Regions from separate parts of the Mus musculus genome. Here region 2 is linked to region 1. A link is a contact called in public HiChIP or PLAC-seq data. All regions are on one chromosome and are shown on one strand. Each heading gives the region's core, a stretch centred on a gene start, on an enhancer-like site or on the middle of the called end of the contact. The rest is flanking DNA. Distances are from core to core; before and after follow the strand shown. Region 1 overlaps Slco3a1 (solute carrier organic anion transporter family, member 3a1). Region 2 overlaps Sv2b (synaptic vesicle glycoprotein 2 b).

Region 1 (7,124 bases), core at 2,801-5,300:
TTGGCACTTGACATGAGCTTTGCATATACATGGAGTAGAGCAGAGAAGGCCTAGAAGTTGGGAATCTGGGGCTGACTCTACATGGAGCACCAGGGATTTGCCAGATCCTCTGGGAGGAAGAAGGAGAAAGATGATTCTATGTGCAAGACATACTATGTATCAAGCACACAGGCCCGGGTAATCAAGGTTGCCCTATGGGTGCCCACAATTAATTTGGTGCCTCTGGACAGGACACAGAAAAAAAATTAAAACTTAATGGTTTTGGTAGTGTGTGCACATGTATGAGCTTATGCTGAGCTTACTTGTCTGCTCTGTACTGTGTGCCCTTGTGGAGAATTGACTGGCACCACTGGGACAGAAAGCTGAGGGCTCCTCATCTCCACTCATCTTCACCTCCAGCTTCTCCACACTTCCTGTCAGCAGTCAAAATTTCCTCTGCAGTATCCAGATTTGGTGTGATTATTCATTATGGTGGTTTGCAGAGCCCTTTTACTCTTACCTAGAGAGCAAGCATGATCAGACAGAGTGTTCTGGTCACAACCTCTCTGGACCAAGTAGAAAACAGGGGGCGGGGGAATCCTAATAGACTACACTAAGACTCCCAGTCTCTGTAACCATCCAAGCACAGCATAACAGAGCCTACCCAAGACAAAGTTTGCAGAAATAGAAAGTACCAAGCTAAGAGGCCAGACAAACTCCACCCTGCCTTGCTGCTTTCTCCATGCAGAACAGGTTTCCTAGGCTCTGATGCTGTGCTCAAAGCCAGGCACACTGTCTCCTCTGTTGGACCCCTGGGGTTACTTCCTCTAAGAAATGAGTCCTGCATTGCACTTTATGGGCTGGCAGTGAGTGCTGGCCTGGATACTTCATACAGTGATTAAACAGGACTGACTGGAGAAAATGCTTAAAGCATCTGTCCAGGTAAGCCAATGGGGAGGGAAAGAAGATGCAGGTATTCCAAACCACTTTGCAACTGTGAGAGAAGAGTGGGGGAGCTCCCCTTCCCATAACCCTGCCTGTGACTGTGCTCATGAGAACTGGCCTTGATCCTTATAAGCAAAGAAGCAGGGAGAATATAGATCTGAGATCTGAGAGAGTGCTAGAGAAAGGGACCAAAGTCTTCATCCCTACCACCATGCCCTAGTCTCCCCGCCCGCCACTGTAGTCAGCAGCACAGCCCTAAACTTGCTTTTGAATATCTGATAAGTAAAAGAATGTCTGACGACGTGATACATGATAGCCACCAGGATCTAGGAAAATAAAACAGAACCTGGACCAAATAATCGATCCATTTCTAAAGTGGGTTCAGATCATTTCCTGCGGGATTATCTATAATAAATGTGATTCATTCATAAAGCTGCAGTGGGTGTGGCTGTCTGTATATTCAGGTATGACATGCATGCACAGACCCTGACATATATGGAGGCCAGAGAATAACCTAGGCATTGTGCCCCAGAGGCCACTTTTTTTTCAGTGAGACAAGATCTCCCATTGCCCTGGTGCTCAGGAGGTAGCTACGCTAGCTGGGCACAGGGCTTTGCCAGACTCTGCCTCCCTGGGGTTACAAGGGTCTGCCCCCCCCATCAACATTTTAAATTTGGATTCTAGAGATCAAACTCAAGTCCTTGTGCCTGCAAGACAAGTACTTTATATACTGAGCTATCTCTCCAGCCTTTGTGTAGATTATCATTGTATGTCAAATGCTATCTGTCTGCAAAATGAGGCAATGCTCCTAGGTCATATCCCCAAATCATCATCTGCGGACTTGGAAAAGAGGCAGGGAAGGAAATGACATATGTCATCCAAACAAAAGGCAATGCTGGAGTGGATATTCTCTCTCAAATCATCCACGCAGCAGGGGGCTGGCTTTACCCTCCAGATTAACCTAAGGCACAGTTCATTTCTCTGAAGAGCAATTAGCCCGCAACTGCGGTCTCTGCTTCCTTATTCTGCTGCAATATGCTCAAATTGCTGAAAATGTTTTTGTTGCTTGAAATTTTGACTAGATTTAAAATAAATATCTGAGCAAGAATTCCTGAGCCTTGTTTGGACACAAACTCCTACCATCTACTGATTTTATAGATACTGATTTTTTTCCTTTCCTTTCCTTTCCTTTCCTTTCCTTTCCTTTCCTTTCCTTTCCTTTCCTTTCCTCTCCTCTCCTCTCCTCTCCTCTCCTCTCCCCTCCCCTCCCCTCCCCTCCCCTCCCCTCCCCTCCCCTCCCCTCCCCTCCTCTCCTCTCCTCTCCTCTCCTCTCCTTTTCTTTTCTTTTCTTTACAAGACAGGGTTTCTCTGTGTAGCCCTGGCTGTCCTGGAACTCACTCTTTAGATCAGGCTGGCTCCAAACACAGAAATCTGGCTGTCTCTGCCTCCTAAGTGCTAGGATCAAAGGTGTGCACTACCATTAAAGTGTGTGTGTGTGTGTGTGTGTGTGTGTGTGTATTTGTGCACATGTAAGCGCAGGTGCCTGCAGTGTCCAGAAAGGCATAGGATCCTCTGGAACTGGACTTATAGATAGTTGTGAGCCACTTAAATGGCAAGCATTCACTCCAGCCCCACAAAATACCAGCCCTACAGATAAAGGTACTTAGAAATCAGAGTTCACTACTTCTAGAAAATTTACAGAGACAGTTTTTATATGCTTTATAAAGTTATTTAAAGTCTGTGTTCACAGCTGGGTGGTGGTGGTGCACACCTTTAATCCCAGTACTTGGGAGGCAGAAGCAGGTGGATTTCTGAGTTCGAGGCCACCCTGGTCTACAGAGTGAGTTCCAGGACAGCCAGGGCTACACAGAGAGACCCTGTCTTGGAAAAAAAAAGTCTGTGTTCAAAAAACACAACTTATATTCCACATCCCCTGTTGTCCAAAGAGGGCTAGGTGCATGAGGCTTTTGGCAGTTAGATGTCACATAGAATGTGATTTGTGATATTACAGTCAAAGAATCACAGAAGTGACTGTTTGATCCTTATATTTAATCAACTCCCAGTTTATCATTCTGCCAAGGGAGGAATCCATTTCTTGACATACATAATGTCACCTGCTGGGTTTTCCAAGTGTCACCCAAGAACAGGCGTGAGGCCTTCCAGTATTGGAGCACTCTCATACACCAGGTTAGATGGGATCAGAGACAGGTACTGCATCTCTGTGCCACATTTAATTTACTGTTTCTAGGAGTTGCCTTCAAAAAGCATATCATCATCTAATGATACAAGGCAACCCTGAGTCTACAGAACTAGGGTGTTGGGCATGTACTCTGATGGGGCCACCTTCAGAACTACTCAGAGATGCAAGTTTTCAAATCTTGTTGTATGTGGGGTGCACACTTGTTCTAGGGTGCATATGTAGAGATTGGAGGATAGGATCTGATGTCAGGCCCTGTCTTCCATGCTATTTGAGAGACAGGGTGGTTTGCTGTTTGCTGCAGTGCATTCTTGTCTAGCTGAGGATTCTCTTGTCTCTGCCTATCATCTCACTGTAGGAGTGCTGGGATTGCAAACTTGTTGTCACACCTGGCTTTATGTGGTCCCTGGGGCTCTGAACGTAGGTCCCCGTGTGTGTGTGTGTGTGTGTGTGTGTGAATGTGTGTAAAGTGTTTTACCATTTGAGTCCTCTGTTAAAGCCTTGTGAATCTTGGTGGAGCTCTGGCAGATTTTTTTGTCCTGGGCACACGGTGATGCTGCTCAGAGACATATTAGCATGGATCTGAACACAAGCCATTAGCATCACCTTCAGCTTCAAACTCTGGACTCCTGACTTCCCTGGCTAGGAACTTATATCGGCATAGGCATTAGAACCAGACTGGCCAGCGCAAAGCCTGAACTCCTTTTTTTCCTCTCTGTCCCCAATCTGTCACGAAGCAAACATGCCCCGACCTCCTTTCAGCCACAGGGGCAGCCACTATGCAGGCAGGGCTGCCAGTCCCAGCCTCCGCTTCTGTCTGGGTCATTTTTCAACCTATATCAACTCCATCCTTGTTGCTTCAGATCAGAGCTGCCCATAATTAGCCAGGCACAAATGCCCTACGGCTGCCAAAGTGATGATGTCCCATGCCTTCTGGGTGACTCACTGGATGAACCACGCAGACTCTAAGCAGGGCTGCCGAAGATGACATAGAACAAGCAGGCTCCACAAAAATTCTCTCTAGGGTTTCGATGTGAGTTTCCCTCCCTGCTTCAATTAGATTGGGGGCTGCAATAGAGGCACCCAAGACCAGATGACCTCAAATAGCTCAAGTGCCTTCCTTGCCACTGCCTCCAGAGGAGGAATTTAGAGATATGCCCAAGTTACTCTTAAGCACAGCCCCACATATGGTCTCTTGCCCCAGTCCACATGATTCTATAGGAAAAATATTCCTTCTTGTCTCTACACCTCTCTAGCAGGATGTTCCCAAGGCCAGGACTATCAGCTCCCACTTCACAGGACAAGCAGGCCAGGTTTGGAAATGTTAAGGCTAGTAACACAGCAAAAGTAAAACGACTGGTAAGTGGAGAGAGGATCCTGGGATCCTGGGTTACTAAGTGAGCAGTGAGTGAAGGGTGAGGTTAAAGAGCCTGAAGTGGAAAGGCCTTAGAGGCCCATGAGAGACTGCTGCTCACCCCACAGTATATTCATGAGGATATGGCAGGGTCCAAAAGTCCTGTGTGCATTTACCACACATCCCATCCTCTAGGAATCTATGTATCCATCAAGGGTTCCCTGAGGAGCTGTGGACCAGCTCTATTTTTCTCAGCCTAAGGTAGAGGCAGGTTATGTACATGCATAACCGCCAATTCTCCCATAGTCTGGGGCACTGGATTATAATGTAGAGCTATTGCCAAAACACTGAAGACTCCGGCACCCCAGTTAGTAAACTTATCAACCCTCTCTGCCCAAACACCCTATTGCCACAGCTCTGGTGCACCCTCCATGATAGTAGCCATGATCTTCCTCAGAGCTGCAATGATAACAACACAAAGAAGGTATATAGTCACCTGGCTCCTAGTCATACATCATGGAGAGCATGCAGAGAGTCGGGGATGGGACAAGCCTGGGCATCCTGGATTCAGGCCCCCGAGCTTTAGGGAAGCCACTAGCATTTCTTGATCTTCCATGTCCTCACGTGCAACTTGGGAATCAGAGGTAAGCATTTCTCAGAAATGCTCTGAAGTCCCCAAGGAGCTATGAGTTTGGAACATGATGAACACTTACTGAGACAGTCACAGGCTGGATGGCAGCAGAGCTCGATTCTGCTGCCTTCTGGGTTCATGGCTCAGGTATCTCACTTATCATTCCAGGTCTGGCCATAGCACTAAGCTCCAGCTATAGAGAGATTCAAGAGACAGCAGCCTCTGCCACTTCTGGCCTGGCTCACACTTCCCATACCCTGACACAGACAAAGAGGGCAGCCTTGAAAATAATGTGCTATTGATCAGGGAACTCTAAGATGGCAAGTGTCACCACTAGAGAACAGCCCAGGTATTAGTCGAACCTGCTTTGGACTTCATTGGTGCATACAATAGTCGTTTTAGTAGCTATGTGTGTGAGGATTTGCTCTTTACAGCAGCAGCCAGGACCTATTTAATAAAAGGAGGAAATAGTATGAGACACTTGTAAATGTTCTTCATGAAAGTGACCAAAACCATCCATTACAAAGGACAGGGCTGCTGTTCCTAGTTTTAGACTTCTGGCAATGACTCAGAGATCACGTGATAGACAGAATGTTCCAGGTAAGTCTGTCATCTGAAGAGTTTTCTGGAACCACCACACATTCTCTCTGCCTGAACTATCTTGGACAAAAAGTAAAGAATCAGAGTGCCCCCTTCCCCACTCCTGAAGTTCAAAGCCACTGCCTCACCCCACATTGCACATCTGCCTTGGGGTAGAGAGGGTGCTGTTCTCACTAACCACGCCTTCTTCCAGCAGGCCAGCTCTCCTCTCAGTGTGAGACTCCCCCAACCCCCACCCCTGTCCCCGACTCCAGGACATTCTGGGTATATTGTTGGGTATGGAAGACACTAGCCAGACCAAGAAGGACCCATCACGTGTCGTGTCACTCAGCACCTATCCCACAGGCCTATGATTTCCTGAAGCCATTTTCACAACACAGGCCCCCTCCTGCCCCCTTGCTTTGTGCACCAAGTGTCTTCCACAGCTTTGGGGTAGTTTTTCCTGCTTTTTGTTTTCCTTTTCACATCACAGGAAATTCTTGCTCCCCAGCTCTTAAAATTTCCACACTGGGGTCACTGGCTGCTATTTCACGTGTCACCACCTCTGCTGCACTCTGGTATCTTCTGGGAATAGTCAGACCCTGTGTGGAGGGCCTTTTAAGCCTGAGAGACAGAGGGCCACATTGGGACCTAGAAGGGCTAAGAGTAGCTCTGACCCAGCTATGATCGCCCTTGTGAGAACAGCAGTTGTTAAGTAATCTACAGCCTGCGTTCTTCCCTGCTTTATGAGACTTATACTGCCTTTGCCCCGGGCATTGGTTTCATAGGCACTTAGTATTCCATTCTATGTTCTAAGAAACATGTTAAAATTTAAACATATAATTGTGGCATTGTGCACTCATGGGGCTAGCTTTCTGAATGATGTAGAAAGCATCAAAGCCTTGATCCACACCTGAGACAAATCTGTGTGCATGCTTATTCGGTTTCCACAGTTATTAGCTACAGTCTACAGGGATTTCACGTGTGTCCAACAGACATCCAGGAGTCTGGGTGAAGGTTTACAGCAATAGCCAGGGCCCCAGAAGTTCTGGAAGCTTCAACAAGAAGGATTGAGAAGGTGACTAGCAGAGGAAACAAACATCTTCCCGTAATACTGAAATGGTACAGGCTTGGGATTCAGCTCTGTCTCCTGGAGGTGGGTGACATACTGGCTTCACCAAGGGACACTTTTTCTAGGATTCTACAGAAAGGCCAAGTTCCCTTCTTCAGGCTCATGCAACATTAAAGTTCCCCACACAGCAAAGACTAGGTCCTGCTGCCAGATGAGCCATTTATCCCAACTTATATTCTTCTCATCTTTTGTAAACTGCTTCCCTTTGAAAAATTCTGCTTATTCTGCTTTCAAATAAATATGCCAGCAGATATGCAGCACTGGAGGGGGAAGCCAGAACAGGGCTGCCCGGGTTGCCCAGCATGGT
Region 2 (7,124 bases), core at 1,390-3,889, 650 kb after region 1:
GAACACTGTTATGAGGGATACATAACCACAGATTTATACAATTCTCTCATGATCCTAAGCAATGCATTCCATATCACAAGAAAATGGAAAAGGACATCACAGCTATATTACAGAAAGTTTCTCGTTATCAACAGAGCGTTATCAGTTAATTCCTATAAAACACCGAGAGAAGCATTAATACATTCTGTATATTTATATATATTTATATTTGGAGTAATGGGGGTTATCACATCAGACCTGATGCATCTTCCTTCCCTGGACAGAAAGTAATGGTGGTGTAAATAAAGAGGTGGGGACCAGAGAAGCAGAGTAAACATGTTAGCCACACTTGAAAATGGGAAGTTCTCAAAGATTTCACTCTTTCCCACTGCCAACTTATATTCCAGAGGACTAGGCAAAGATGGCTTGAACTGGCCTGGCATCTAAGTATTTCCACAGAACTGAGAAAACACTCAATGTAGTCATTAGTTTGGTTTAGATTTGGGAAGATTTCTAATAGGTAGAGATTAGCACATCACAGCTTGTGTGTGTGCTGCAAATAACGTGAGCAAACTAGTTCTTACAGTCAGTCAGTCAGTCGTTCTGCTGGCCCAGGTAAGAGCAGCTCAGGTGGCAGGAACTCCTAGCTCTGTCTCTACCATTGCAGAGGGTACTGATGAACAAAAGCCACTCCCTCAGCCTAGCCTCCAGACTGCTGGCACCTGCCAGAGCAGCCCTGACCCCCTCTCCCCTTTCCACATTCAAGTTCCAACCTGGATCTCAGAAAAAGCTTCCTTGGAGCAATGAAGAAACGAATGTATCTCATGCCTTTTATTTCCTAATGTGCATGCTAATGGCCTGTTTCGAACGCCCCGAGCCAACACACAGAGCATAAATTTCTCATAGGTCCTAAACACTATAATAAATGTACATTGTGTTTTTCTTTGAAATCAAACAGGAAGAACTCACATTTTGAAGAACTGTGGTTACCTTTCCCCATCCTTAGTCAGTTATCTGTGAGGGGGTTCTCTCTAAAGAAAAGGAGTGCAAGCAGCCAATAATAAAAATAAAAACATTTTCATTTCATTTCTTCCTGTTCTCTCTGGGTAAACAGCATCAAACAACCTATGGTCCTGAGTTTCACAAATGAGCAACACAGGAGAGAGAAGTACCTGCCCTACCAATTTGAAGAAAAGTTCCCAGGTAAAGGAAATGGCACGTGGCTTGCCAAGTACATCCTCCGGACAGCAAGCAAGATGCTACCCATTCGCACCAAGTTTCCTGCGACCTTGAATGGAGAGTCCTCCCCAAATATGGCTAAAATGTTGGCAACCTTAGCAGCCACCATTTGTGGGAATAAAACCTCAAAACTCTTATATACAAACTTAGTTTACATAATACCCATCCTCACGTTGCTCTGACAAGAGCAAAACCATAATAAATATAGTTCTTAGTGTATCACCTCTTCGTTATGCAAAGTTCAGGATGCTTGGGAAGAAAAGTCCGTCTATATACATTTTGCTTAAAGGTTGGGTTTTTCTATATCAGAGTATCCTCAAGGCTACTGTGCCAGTTTTCAAAAGGAAAATATGATAGGTGATACTTTCAAATGCAAATACGTAGTCTGCTCTCTGAGCCCAGTATGTGTTGACCCCACTCCCCACTATGACAATCTGCTAGGTCACTGGGCTCCCAGAAGCTGCATGGAGGAGCTTAAGTGGTTCTAGTCCTCAACTTCAGTCCGAAATGCAAATAGTTTTTTGCACCTCATTTAGAGGAGCATATACTCCTTGCTTACTGTGTGTGTTTACTGGAGTGTCCTCTCCCTGCCTGGGATGAAGAGACCTGAAGCTAAGCACACAGCTCTGGGATCCCAAGGATGGTTCTGGGCACCCCTAGTCAATCACCTGAGTTAAAAATGTATTAACAACTGCAGTGGGTCCTAAACTAGGGATCACAAAGTCCATTTCTCCTTCCGTGCTGTCCGCGGTATCCTGTAGACAGTGAGAGGCAGGAGGCGTGGCTGTGCTGGAGTGTCCTGAAAAAGATCTTCCCATCTGTCTTTTCCCGGTGGGTTGGTCACATCAGGACTTGCTCTCGAGTCTCTGGCAATCGAAGGGCAATCAGGCCACCTCCAACCAGAGAAGCAGCAGCCAGAAGGATGGGGACCACTTTGGTTATCCCAACAAAAGAAGCAAAGATAGTGTTTCCCAGGATGGCCCCAAACTTGCACAGTCCGTTGAGGATGCCGAAGGCCGTGGCCCTGCAAAAGAAGAGGACAGGAGAGGATTCTGAAATTCTGGGCTTCGCTAGGTGAACGGCTGTATGTTCTTTCCTTGTTGTAAGAGGAGGAGGTGTGGGACTCAATTTCTTATCTAAATATAAAAACAGCGATTTCATTTTAGCCAACACTGGAAATACTCAATGAAATTAAGATGTAGGGATACCTGGACTAATAGCTGCTATTAACATTCTGAATTGCCTTCAAGCCTCTTTCCTTATCTTCCCAAGCATATCTCTAATTAAAATAGTTACAAGTAGTACTTGCTTACAGAAAAATATCAAAAAAATAAAGCTGCATACGAAATAAAGTGTGAGCACACTCTCTTGTGGCAAAGACTGCTAACTCACTCTGCAATTTAGGTCCCCAACTGTAAGACTACATTTCCCAGAGTCCCTTGCTGCTGGCTGTGTGAGCGTGACTTAGTTTCAGCCAATGAGACAGAGTGCACATGAAAAATTTCCTGAGAGAGGTTGTGAGCGAATTTCTACTCTCTCTTCCTTTATTTTTTGTCCTTTGTCTTACTTCCTGCAACAGAGATGGACCGTGGTGGAATCCAGGCAAGGGAGACTAGAAGCATAGAAGCCTGAGCCTTCTGCTCAGGCTGCTGATGAAGAGTCCTTGCAATGCCAAACCTCCCATGCTTGTTTGGAATTTCTGCCATCCATGGCAGAACCCAGTACTAATTATTATCCCTAAATTACACTCCAGTGATAAACTTCATGAACGACACAGCCTATCCTGACCACGACTGTATAGAGCATCATTTTTCACTCTATAAGAGTCAAAGGATCCTTTCACAGGGCTCACCTAAGATCGTCAGAAAACACAGATATTTACATTATGGTTCATAACAGTGGCAAAATTACAGTTAGGGATTAACAATGAAAGTAATTTTATGTCACCACAACATGAGGAGCTATATTAAAGGGTCGCACCATTAGGAAGGTTGAGAACCACTGGGACAGTATTCTCAAGATGGTCATTCCTGTGCTGCAATTAAACTACTTCTTCATTATATCAAAAGTTTAAAATATTGGCATATATTTATGGTTAGAGGTTGGGCTCTATTATCTATACCTGAGCAGCATGGTGGGTTTATAAGCTCCAGCCCCAACCCTAGCGAGTATGTTTGCTTTATTTTCTATCTCTATATGCCTGCTTTTCTAAGTAAAATTTAAAATGATTTTTTTCAGCTTTCCAGGGGAGGGGGAAAGTCTCACTGAATTTTGAATGGACTATTGTAATTGGAGAAGAATTAAAGGAAACTTGATATTTTTATAAGAGTAAATTATCTCAAGACAGTGAAGCATGTCTTGGTTTCTGTTTTATGTCTTCTTTTATATTGTAGCAGAGGTTTACAGTTTTATTCATATTTCAGGATGTTTTTTGTTTGTTTGTTTTCTATGTGTCTCTTCATTTCACTTTCCTAAATTTCCTACCTGTAAAACCATAGCCCACTCAACAATGACCACTATCCTGTCCCTTACTATTAATAAAATTTAGCATTCTTTGACTCAGGAAACATGGTATGCTAGCCAGCCAAAGCCCAGAAGCTCTGTTGTTGACTTTAGGAATACCACTAAAATACTTTTCAGAACTAAGCTCACCCATCCTCCATACTATGCCCATCCTTGTGAGCATTTATCCACTGTACGTATAGTTCAAGATCCCCTTCAAGTAGAGAAACACCTACTGGGTAATGAACTTGACCTTCTGCTTTTAAACAAAGAGTAAACCCTGGCAGCCCTGGACCACTCTGCCTCCATCCACCTTCTCTTCCTTCTTGTTGAGCCCCACGCCATCCATATTGTCCCAAGTCTTCATGTTTTCTCCTTAGTTCCCATTGGCAGGCCTGAGCTTAGCTCCAATGAGGATCGAATGATACAGAAGGCTTTAGTCACTCTTACCCCTCCACTGAGACAGCTTACGTTTGTCCTCTGGTTCTTGTCACTCACTCAACTCTATCAAACCCTAGCCTACCCAGGCCCAGACCACTGACATCATCTTGGAGAGAAAGTCAATTGCCCGGGAGACGTTTGGAACATGGACTTCAAGAAGACCAAGGCCATGCATGGTCCAAGATTCAGCTTCTGAGCAGAGTAACTTAAGTTAGGTCAGAACTGACCTCTGGTTGGTGGGATACAGCTCAACTGTGATCACATCCAGAGCATTCCAGGCTGCAATGCTGGTCCCACAGAACAGGCATTGCCAGCCGATCATCGCAGACTCGCTGTTGCCAAAAAACAGGAAGAAGCAGCAGACTGCAGAGATGAGCATGGAGCCGCCTATGGAGACAAGACGAAGGTGGAAAGAAGTGTGAGGCCTGTGGTGTCCCAGAGTCTGCTCCCCAGAGGATTTGCCCACACCCCCAATCTCACAGGCTCAGGTGAAGTAACATGTCACTTGAGTAACTAGGTCCAACTTCCACTTGGGAAGAGCACAAATGGAACAAATAAACTCACACATATTTTAAATTCAAGTATATACGATGGAAAAGTAAATATTGACATGTACACATGGAAAGAGTGGATATACATTTATATACAACTCAAAAGTTAAGATATTAAGAGTCAACTGCTTTTTTAAAGAAATGTAAAAATAAAATTAAGAATCAGAGCTCACATAGCTTACGTTCCAATGTGAATACATTTCAGGTCAGCTACAAAGGGAAAATTCCAGAAGTGCTGTTCCGCTTCTCCACCTATGACCTGTTCTGGTTTGAATTTTAAAAGCCCCCCAAAAAGCATATATGTTGGATGAAGCGTTGTCCCCAAGGCAGCCACACTCAGAAGTAGAGCCTCTGGGGACCTCTGGGCTCATTAATGGATTAATCATGTATGGATTCATCATTTAATAATAGCATCTGAAGGAAGAGCTCCCTGTGCTCCCAGGCCATCATAGGGTGAACAGCTTTGTGCTGTCACATTCTCCCTGTCATGATGCTCTGCCACAACACAAATGCTCAAACAATGGAGGCAAAGGCTGCGAACCAAAATCTAAAGTCGGGAATCAAAATAAATATGTCTTCCTTCTAAGGGCAAACACCCTTCTAGAGTGTTGTTATAGCAACAGAAACAGGACTAATGCATCATCATCTCCACCACAGAGATCCCTCTGCCCTCCCAAAACCTACTGCAACCTCCTGAGAAGCTGGGAACCATTGTCACCATGATGGGAAGACAGAGGAGTGGAACTGCTCAGTGACCACCATCCCATTTTAGAAGCTCCATCTTTGGCAATGGCTAAGTCCCTCCAGGACCACAGCTCCTTTCAGGTTATTCTTCCACTACTGTTTGAGACCCCGTTGGGCTCTGTGAATGCTGTTTTTTCCCCTGGTTCCTGCCACCATAGGATGACAGCTGCCTCCCACTTTTGCCAGAATCTGAGAGTCTGGCCTCCCTCATTTGTCCCGACCCTGGCCACATGTGTAAAGCTGTCCATCAACAGTGTAGGGAAAACTACACCATTCAGGGAGAACTCTCTGACTAAGAATCCCACTGACGGAGATGGTAATAAGAGACCCCATTTTAAAACTGGATGTAGCAAACCCTTTCCAAACCCAAGAATTCCACCCAGAGAAGCTTGGAAAGTCTTGGGTTGGCTCTGGTCATGACTGACTGGACTACAGGCCTGAAAGGGTCTGGAATAATGTGCGGATGAGGCCAAAAGTAAAGCAAAAGTAGTGAGTGCCAAAAAGTAAGTGGGTGAGCTTCCCACCACCATCAGGGCAATGGGAACAAGTATCCTCCTTGCCTGGAATCCAAATGCTTTTCTGACTACCCAGAAACCTCCTTCCTCATGGGATCTCACCCTGGAGTCACACAGGGACTCGGGGCTGTAAGTACAGTGGGAAGTGTAAGCCTGGCAAAGGAGCTAATGAATAATAACTATCCACCCAGATACTGCCCCCTCTGGGAAGGGACAGGGCTGTAAGCAGCCAGGAGGGAAGCACAGGGAAGGAAGCTGGCATCTATGGGCCACAAGAGTCCTGAGAGCAATTCCCTCCAAGCACATGCTCTGCTCCAAGAGATCAATGTGAGGCTTAGCTAATACATCCTGACTAATAAAACACCATTGCCAAAGTATGCTATGGTCAAGGAGCTTCCTCGACTCCGTGCTAACTGCTCCTACCGTAGACGTGCACGGTCCACTGCCCCTTCGTTTCCATAATCTCAATTCCTCTTCTAATTAAGAGGTCTAAGTTCAAGTTCAAGCCTCACCACTTTCTCTCTGTGTGGCTCTGAAAATGTCCTCTACCCGCTCCTGCAGTGTCTCATTTTCCCATCTGTAAAATGTTAATATCAATAGTACCCACCCCGTGGGGCTTATGAAATGCTTGGAACCCAGCCTGGCAGACCAGCATCCTGGCTAAATGGAATCCCTAGTTGTGTCTGTCTCCCAATCCATCTTTTGCTCTTTAAACATGAGGATGTTGATGGTCTCAATTACTGTTATATTCCCACAGCGTCCTCCACAGTCTGATGCAGAGTAAGGACTGTATAAATAAATGTTTATTAAATGAATAAATGAGGGTGTAGCTAATAGCTTCATTAGGAAAACTTCTACTCTGCCCTTAACAAGAAATGACTTCTCCTAGACGAGAGCTCTGAGGAGGATCAGGACAAAGCTGCAGCAGCCAGGCTGCTCTGAGGGGCACAGATTAGAAAGCTGCTTCAAAGCATCTCTCTCCATCCCATGGTGGCCTGGGAGAAAGGAATCTTCACAGAGCATCTAGTGCTCTGAGCTCTCTCTCTCTCTCTCTCTCTCTCTCTCTCTCTCTCTCTCTCTCTCTCTCTCTCTCTCTCTCTCTCTCTCCATATATATATATATATATATATGGATATGGATGTGCATGTGCCTC

What was found. HiChIP or PLAC-seq counts read pairs in DNA pulled down with a chosen protein or histone mark.
Region 2: a contact with region 1 is called in an H3K27ac HiChIP or PLAC-seq map of SST interneurons, with 6 times the contacts expected there. The contact joins two enhancer-like sites. A contact is called at or near these places in 2 of 484 Hi-C or Micro-C datasets (cerebral cortex and myocytes) and 5 of 115 datasets of contacts at active chromatin or transcription factors (the NIH/3T3 cell line, SST interneurons, acute myeloid leukemia and 2 more).

What each region holds. Positions count from the first base shown.
Region 1 is chr7:74,460,816-74,467,939 of GRCm38.p6, forward strand. The region is part of intron 2 of Slco3a1 (solute carrier organic anion transporter family, member 3a1); the gene reads right to left. Among named protein-coding and RNA genes, the nearest start is that of Slco3a1, 90 kb to the right of the region's middle. Within about 2 kb of position 4,051, at least 63 of the 459 cell types and tissues checked have an H3K27ac peak or open chromatin away from gene starts, as enhancers often do. A contact at or near this core is called in SST interneurons, where this site is marked.
Region 2 is chr7:75,115,537-75,122,660 of GRCm38.p6, forward strand. It overlaps Sv2b (synaptic vesicle glycoprotein 2 b), which reads right to left. Exons shown (of 13, transcript NM_153579.4): 12 at 4,389-4,548; 13 at 1-2,242. The coding sequence ends at 2,059. Among named protein-coding and RNA genes, the nearest start is that of 4930533N22Rik, 89 kb to the left of the region's middle. Within about 2 kb of position 2,640, at least 91 of the 459 cell types and tissues checked have an H3K27ac peak or open chromatin away from gene starts, as enhancers often do. A contact at or near this core is called in SST interneurons, where this site is marked.